Linked DNA regions of Mus musculus: region 1 is linked to region 2. A link is a contact called in public HiChIP or PLAC-seq data. All regions are on one chromosome and are shown on one strand. Each heading gives the region's core, a stretch centred on a gene start, on an enhancer-like site or on the middle of the called end of the contact. The rest is flanking DNA. Distances are from core to core; before and after follow the strand shown.

Region 1 (3,188 bases), core at 650-3,149, 960 kb after region 2:
TTGGATGCCAGAAGCTTCACCTCACTAGACTCTTACTACAGTCCTGGAGGTGGGCTAGGCCCATTTTACAGATGGGAAGACAGAGGCTTAGCAGGCTCTGCATATACATTCCAGATTCTGTAGTGCTTAATTCCTGACACCCACAGTGGAACAGCCTTGGTTCAGAGAACAGTCACAGGCAAGACAGAGTAGCAGAGGCTCCCTGGGAATGTGAGAAGTTTCCTGTATCCCAAACTGCCTCATCTCTTTGGTTATCTGATCTCGGGGTTGGGGGGGGAGGGGACGCGGGAGGGCAAAGGCACACACAATAGGGGAGTTTGGCTGAAACAAAACTCCTAGGAAGGGGGCAGGGTTCTTAGTGAGGGACCCAGAATTGGGAAGCCCCTGCCACTGACTGCAAGGGAAACCTCAAAACTCTCAGCTTCACCAAACCCCTCAAGACCCTCCTAGCGGCTGGTCACCTGCCACCACCCCAGTGGCTATCGTTTCCAGTTGGTGGCACTGAAGATGTGCTGATGAAGCCTATGTCCAGCTACCCACTGGGGCAGAGCCACACTGGCTGCTGGGCAGACAAAGTGACACAGATCTTGGCTGCATTCTTCCAGGGCCCCCTAGGAAACCCGCTTTCAGTGAATTCTTTGAATGACTTGCTGAAGTGCAGACTGCAGCTTTGGTGGGGGACCCCAGAGGTCACCCCACTCCTCAAAACTCAGCAGCCCCCACTTCAACCAAATGTCTTCCAACAAGGAAGAAGTCCCCTGCTTGGGAGGTCCCCATACTGCAGCAGATAGGAAGGCCCCATCCCAATAATGGTCACAAATTGTCTCACAGTGTACTGGCCATCCATGAGAATCTTCTGTTCTGCCTTAGGACACAGGAAAAATGAGAAGGAGAGCCAGTTGAATGTACCCTGCTCTAGAAGGGGTCCAGGGAAGAGGAGGTACTCTGGGGAGGGAGCTGTATAGGACCCAGGGTGTCCCAGGCCAGTGGGTCTAGGACAAGCTCAAAGCTTGCAGGTCCTGGCCCCTCTGCCCCGTGGACACTGATGTCCCACGCTTGGCCTCTTTTCAAGTATCACTTCACTGGCATCCTGGTGCCCTCTCCAGTCCTTAGCTGAGACTGAGCACAATGAAAAGGACACGCCCCATCAGGTCTGAGCTGCCCAAGTCAGTCGGGCACCTTCTGCAGCCTCATGGTAACACACATGGCTCTCAAAGTGAGACCCCCCCCCCCAAAGACAAATGAAGCCCATATACCAGCAGTAAGGCCAGCCAGCACCTTTAGCTACAGTGGCCCCATGGGATCCTCCATTCACCCCAAGGATATGGGTCCTGTCGTAGGAAGAGGAAGTGTGAGACTAGTTGCAGCCCCAGCTCTGGAGGAAGGAAGTATCCTTTATCTGAGCTTTGACTAGGCACAGCCTACTGGAACAGGGGGTTAGAGGGGAAACAAGCCTGGCTCAGAGGCCAGGCATGAGTATACTGTGAGGAAGGGGGATCCTGCCTTCACTGTGGCTTCTTAGAAACCTGGGGCTACCCACCTGCCCCCACACCTGTTCCAGTCCATCTCACCAGACCAGTAGGCCAGACTCTGAGCCATGAAGTTAGGATGCAGTCACGGCCTGACCTGTCACAACACTGTTCCACAAATCAGTGCCCCACCTGGTTTCCACTATCGGGCCCTGAGACAGAGCTGAGGTCATCCTCGTCTGACCCTCAGAGGAGGAAGGAAGGAAGGAAAGCCCCACCTCGAAGGATCAACCTCTAGAAGCCATGAGCAAGCAGAGCCGAGAAGAACCAGAGGGCCAGGCACAAAGGCAGCATCTGCCCCTACGCCAGCCACCAGGCACATACACTGGAAGCCCCATTCCCCCCAACCCCCCAACCTCTCATTTCCAGTAACTGTGCTGTTTCCGCTCACTCAGAACTGAAACAGAGAGGAAATGGTGGGAGGCGGAGCTGCTGCCACTCAGACCTGAGCAATCTTTCCAGCCTTTACCACCCACATTCCTCCCCATGCAGAGCAATAGCCCTGGGAGCCTGGAGAGAGCAAGTCAGATCCCAGTGTGAGCTGCTTCCTCCCCGGGTCTCTCTGGGATCTGGTCTACAGTAGGGGATGCTGTGCACCAAGAACTCCATCTGCAAATCTACTTTTAAAGTAAGGACACTGGCACACTGGCTCCGCTGGTAAAATGACTGCTGAGCAAGCTAGAGGACCTAGAGTCAGTCCTCAGCACCCACGTGAGCCAGGAATGGCAGCACACACATTTGTCATCGTAGTGCCGGAGGTGGACATAGGAGGACCCTTGGAACTCGCTAGCCAGCCACTCTAGCTGAAGCAGTGAGTGCCAGGTTCTGTGAGCCACCCTGTTATAAAATATAAGATGGGGTGCAAAAGAAGACACCCAGTGTTGACCTTTGGCCTCCACACACACCCCAGTATACAAGTATACAGACATGAACACACCTACACAAACACACACAAAATATTGACTCAATAGGCAAAGTAGCTGCTGTGTAAGTACAAGGACCTGAGTTCAAACCTCTGGAAGGAACCCAGGTAAAACTCTGACATGTTGGCATGTAGCCCAGCCTTCCAGAAGAGAAGACAGGAGAAGGATCTCTGAAGCCCAATGGCTGGCTGGCTAGCTGAATTGGCAGCTTGAGGGTCAGTGAGAGACTCTACCACAAAAGATGAAGGTGGAGCATGTGGAGGAAAGCCACTGTCAACCTTGCTTCCTCCCCTTCCCACGCACCTTCCATGCATGTACACACACACACACACACACACACACACACACACACACACACACACACTTCTAGGCCGTGGGAAAACCTGCTTCAGGGAGCAGGCTGCCGCCCAGCTTTCTTCCTGAACTTGATTAAACACAGATGTTTCTCTAGGAAAGTCAGTGGCTTCCATGCAGCCTGCGGCTCCCCGGCCTCCCTGTGGCTGTGGCTGGGCTGTGATTCATACGGGGTGACCCACATGTGGTGTTAAGGCAACAGGGTGACCCAGAGCCAAGCTATGGCCTCGGTGCCTGGGTATCATCTTAAGAGAAGGACAGTCCTTTGTCCTCCAGCTCAGGTCTAAGAACTCTCAAGAAGTGGGTAGACATAGCCACTTTTCAAAATCCTCAACTGACGGCACAGAGCAAATTGCTCACACAAGACTGACAGTCCATGTGG
Region 2 (3,344 bases), core at 80-2,579:
GTGAGTATGTGCTTTGTGTGTTCATGGCCCTGTGTTCCATGCCCTGCACTGGCTGCTTCAAATCCCAGCTAAACTCAGAACCTGAGAGTGACTTGAATATTCACTCAATACTCCAGGCTGGCAGGCCACCAAACCCCAGAGATGTTCCTGTCTCTGCTTCTCCAACTTTGAGATTACAGGCGTATGCTGCCGTACCTGACTTTTTTAGATGAGTCCTGGGGGAGACCAGGGAATGAATGCTTGTCCTCAGGTCCTGACCATAAAGGATTACAGAAGACACACTTGTAACAACACATTCAGGCAACAAAGACAAAGCTCAAACTCCCCTAGCAGACACAATCTAAATCTATCAGCATTTATTCAAGCAGAATTCAAATTTAACATTTTAAGAAAATATAGTTGTTAAAACTGAAATTTTGGGGGGTGGGGTGGATGGGTGTGGTTGAGAAAGGGTCTCACTATATAACTTTGCCTGGTCTGGAATTCACTATGTAGACTATAATGATGGGCTGGAGAGAGAGCTCAGTGGTTAGAAGCACTTGTTGCTCTTGCAGCAGACTCAGGTTCAACTCCCAGCTCCCACATGGTGGCTCACAGCCAACCTTAAGTCCAGTTCTAAGGGAGCCAGTGCCCTCTTCTAGTCCCTCTTTGGGCACCAGGTATGCAAGTGATGCACATATACATATACAGATAAAAGCCCATACACATAAAATAAATAAATGTGAAAAGCAAGTCCACGATGAGGCCATGCCGACTGGCACACCTGCCTTCCCAGTTTCAGCTGTTCCCTGGAATCTGTAGCCTGGCTGGCCTGGAACTCACTATGTGGGGACCAGGCTGGCCTGGAACTCACAGAGATCTGGCAGCCTTTGCTTTCCCTAGTGCAGTACCAGGCTTTGCCTTCAGGACAACAGACTTTAATACAGCTTTCAATTCATCTTCAGAATGAAAGACATTATCATAAAGGAAAACAGAGCCAAAGGCTAAGCAGGATTTTTTTCCCATCTTTCAAACATTTTAAATAATTCAAACCATAAAAAAAATGTTTTAGTTACAACCTTAGTTCCAGTGAAAGCTAAGAAATAAAGAGATTTGTGACAGGCAGAAGAGAGGATTATCTGTGGTGATGACTGCACAAAGAGGGTGTAATTTCTTCTCTGGCTTGTGACATTTGCCACCAGCGACAAGTTTTTATCAATAAAATCAGCTAAGGCTGAGCTGTGCCTGCCCTCCCATGTGACCAAACCCAACTCATCTCAGGGACTTTCCAGAGCTCTCAAAGGGTGCAGCCAGGGACTTTCCACTCTGCATGCCTACAAAGCCACATGGCACCAAGCCCATGGCCTGGCTGCAGTTCCTGGCCATCAGTCAGAGGCCCACACAGTCACTGACCTACAGTACCACAGGCCTGGAAGCAACAGAAATCTTGGGGGAATCTAAAGCCTACCACAGGCCTGGGAAGAATTATTCCACTTGCCCCAGGGGTCTCTCAAAACACCTTCAAGAGCAAACAGGTTCTATAGGCCACCATGCCCTACACCCACATTTTCCTGCATCCACCCAATACACCAAGCATGTCACTTCCCTAGGAGCCGTCTCTTTCACAGGCAGCACTAAGCATTTCATTTTAAGGATACAGTGTGGACTATGACTCTTGATCAGGTCCTGACACCATGCTTGAAAAAAATGAGTTTCTTGTTCACCCAAGTGAAGCCCAAACTGCTCAGCTAGAGACTGAAACCTAAAGTGTGACCAGTCAACAGGTCACGGGACATATAGCCAGACACAAGAGGCAGGCATAGGAAAGACAAGGCCTCACTAGCAGCCTGGGCCACCTCTGAACACATGGTCCTCCTGTCTCAGCCTTCTAAGAATAGGGATTATAGGTGTGCATCACCATGTCCAGCGGAATCAAAAACTTCTTTGAAGGTTGTTGACTAAAGCAACAAGAGGAATGAGAAACTTGGTAGACTGGAGGAGTGTCACTTAACCACGTGGCCTCTGTAATGCAGGTTTAACTCAAGATGCCTAAAGGTGACATACTAAAAAAAAAAAAAAAAAAAAAAAAAAAGCTCATGCTAATGTCCACACTACACTGGCCCCTTTCATAGACCACCTCTTCCTCTGGCCTTCTAGATGACTTTCTGTGACCAAAACAAATATACCCATTAGTTAAATAACTTCCAGAGTCAACACAATTCACAGCAAGAAAACTCTTGTGAGTGAGGCAGGGTAGTGCACATCTTTAATCCCAGAACTCAAGAGGCAGAGGCAAGTGGATCTCTGAATTCCAGGACAACAGGGCTATAGAAAGACTGACTCACACCGAGTGTGGTGATGCACGCCTTTAATCCCAGCACTCGGGAGGCAGAGGCAGGCGGATTTCTGAGTTCGAGGCCAGCCTGGTCTACAAAGTGAGCTCCAGGACAGCCAGAGCTATACAGAGAAACCCTGTCTCGAAAAACAAAACAAAAAACAAAAACAAAAAAAAAAAAGACTGACTCAAAAGAAATAGAAAACAAATAACAATAGAGAAATCCCTGGTGGGTATGATATACACCACAGACTCCCACTGAGCTTAAAAGCTGCAGCTTCCTGCAAACAATGAAAACTTTGCAGCCAAAGCAACACAAAGGTGTTACCAAGGCCAGCCTGGCGCTAGCTTCTTATGTAAGGCACTCCCGTCCTACTGTACCTCTGGGGAACTGGAGTAGGACGTGGAAAGAAGTGACAGGCTTATGGTACAGGCCTACCTGCACTATTTGGGTTTCAAAAAGGGTACTCTTTAAACAAAGAAAGAAACAAAATAAAACAAAAACAAAATTCGCTAGGTAGGCCCAGCTAGCCCTCAACTCAGCATTCTCTAGCCTCACCTTCCCAAGTGCTGGGGTCACAGGCATACTCAGAGAAAAAAAGGTCCTTCTTTTCCTTTCTTTTCTGTTTTTTTGAGACAGGGTTTCTCTATGAAGTGATGGCTGTCATGGAACGTTCTCTGTAGACCAGGCTAGCCTCAAATTCAGAGATCTACCTGCCTCTGCCTCCCGAGTACTGGCATTAAAGGAGTGTGCCACCATGGCCAGCTCTGAGGAGGAACTTTTTTCACATACATTAGCCAGGCCAGTTCTAGCAAAACTAGAACACGGCTTCTATGAGAAATGTTTTGTAGGGGTTGAAGAGATGACTCAAAAGCATGGGAGCTGGAGAGATGGCTCAGCGGTTAAGAGTACCATCTGCTCTTCCAGAGGGCCTGAGTTCAATTCCCAGCAACCACATGGTGGCTCACAACCATCTGTAATGGGACTGGATGCTCTCTTCTGGAGTGTCTGAAGACAGCGACAGTGTGC

What was found. HiChIP or PLAC-seq counts read pairs in DNA pulled down with a chosen protein or histone mark.
Region 1: a FOXA1 HiChIP or PLAC-seq map of pancreatic cancer cells shows a contact between it and region 2. The contact joins two enhancer-like sites. A contact is called at or near these places in 2 of 115 datasets of contacts at active chromatin or transcription factors (pancreatic cancer cells and thymic regulatory T cells).

Annotation. Positions count from the first base shown.
Region 1 is chr2:26,491,717-26,494,904 of GRCm38.p6, forward strand. The region is part of intron 2 of Notch1 (notch 1); the gene reads right to left. Among named protein-coding and RNA genes, the nearest start is that of Notch1, 11 kb to the right of the region's middle. Within about 2 kb of position 1,900, at least 229 of the 459 cell types and tissues checked have an H3K27ac peak or open chromatin away from gene starts, as enhancers often do. A contact at or near this core is called in pancreatic cancer cells and thymic regulatory T cells, where this site is marked.
Region 2 is chr2:25,533,077-25,536,420 of GRCm38.p6, forward strand. The region is part of intron 4 of Traf2 (TNF receptor-associated factor 2); the gene reads right to left. Among named protein-coding and RNA genes, the nearest start is that of Traf2, 12 kb to the right of the region's middle. Within about 2 kb of position 1,330, at least 187 of the 459 cell types and tissues checked have an H3K27ac peak or open chromatin away from gene starts, as enhancers often do. A contact at or near this core is called in pancreatic cancer cells and thymic regulatory T cells, where this site is marked.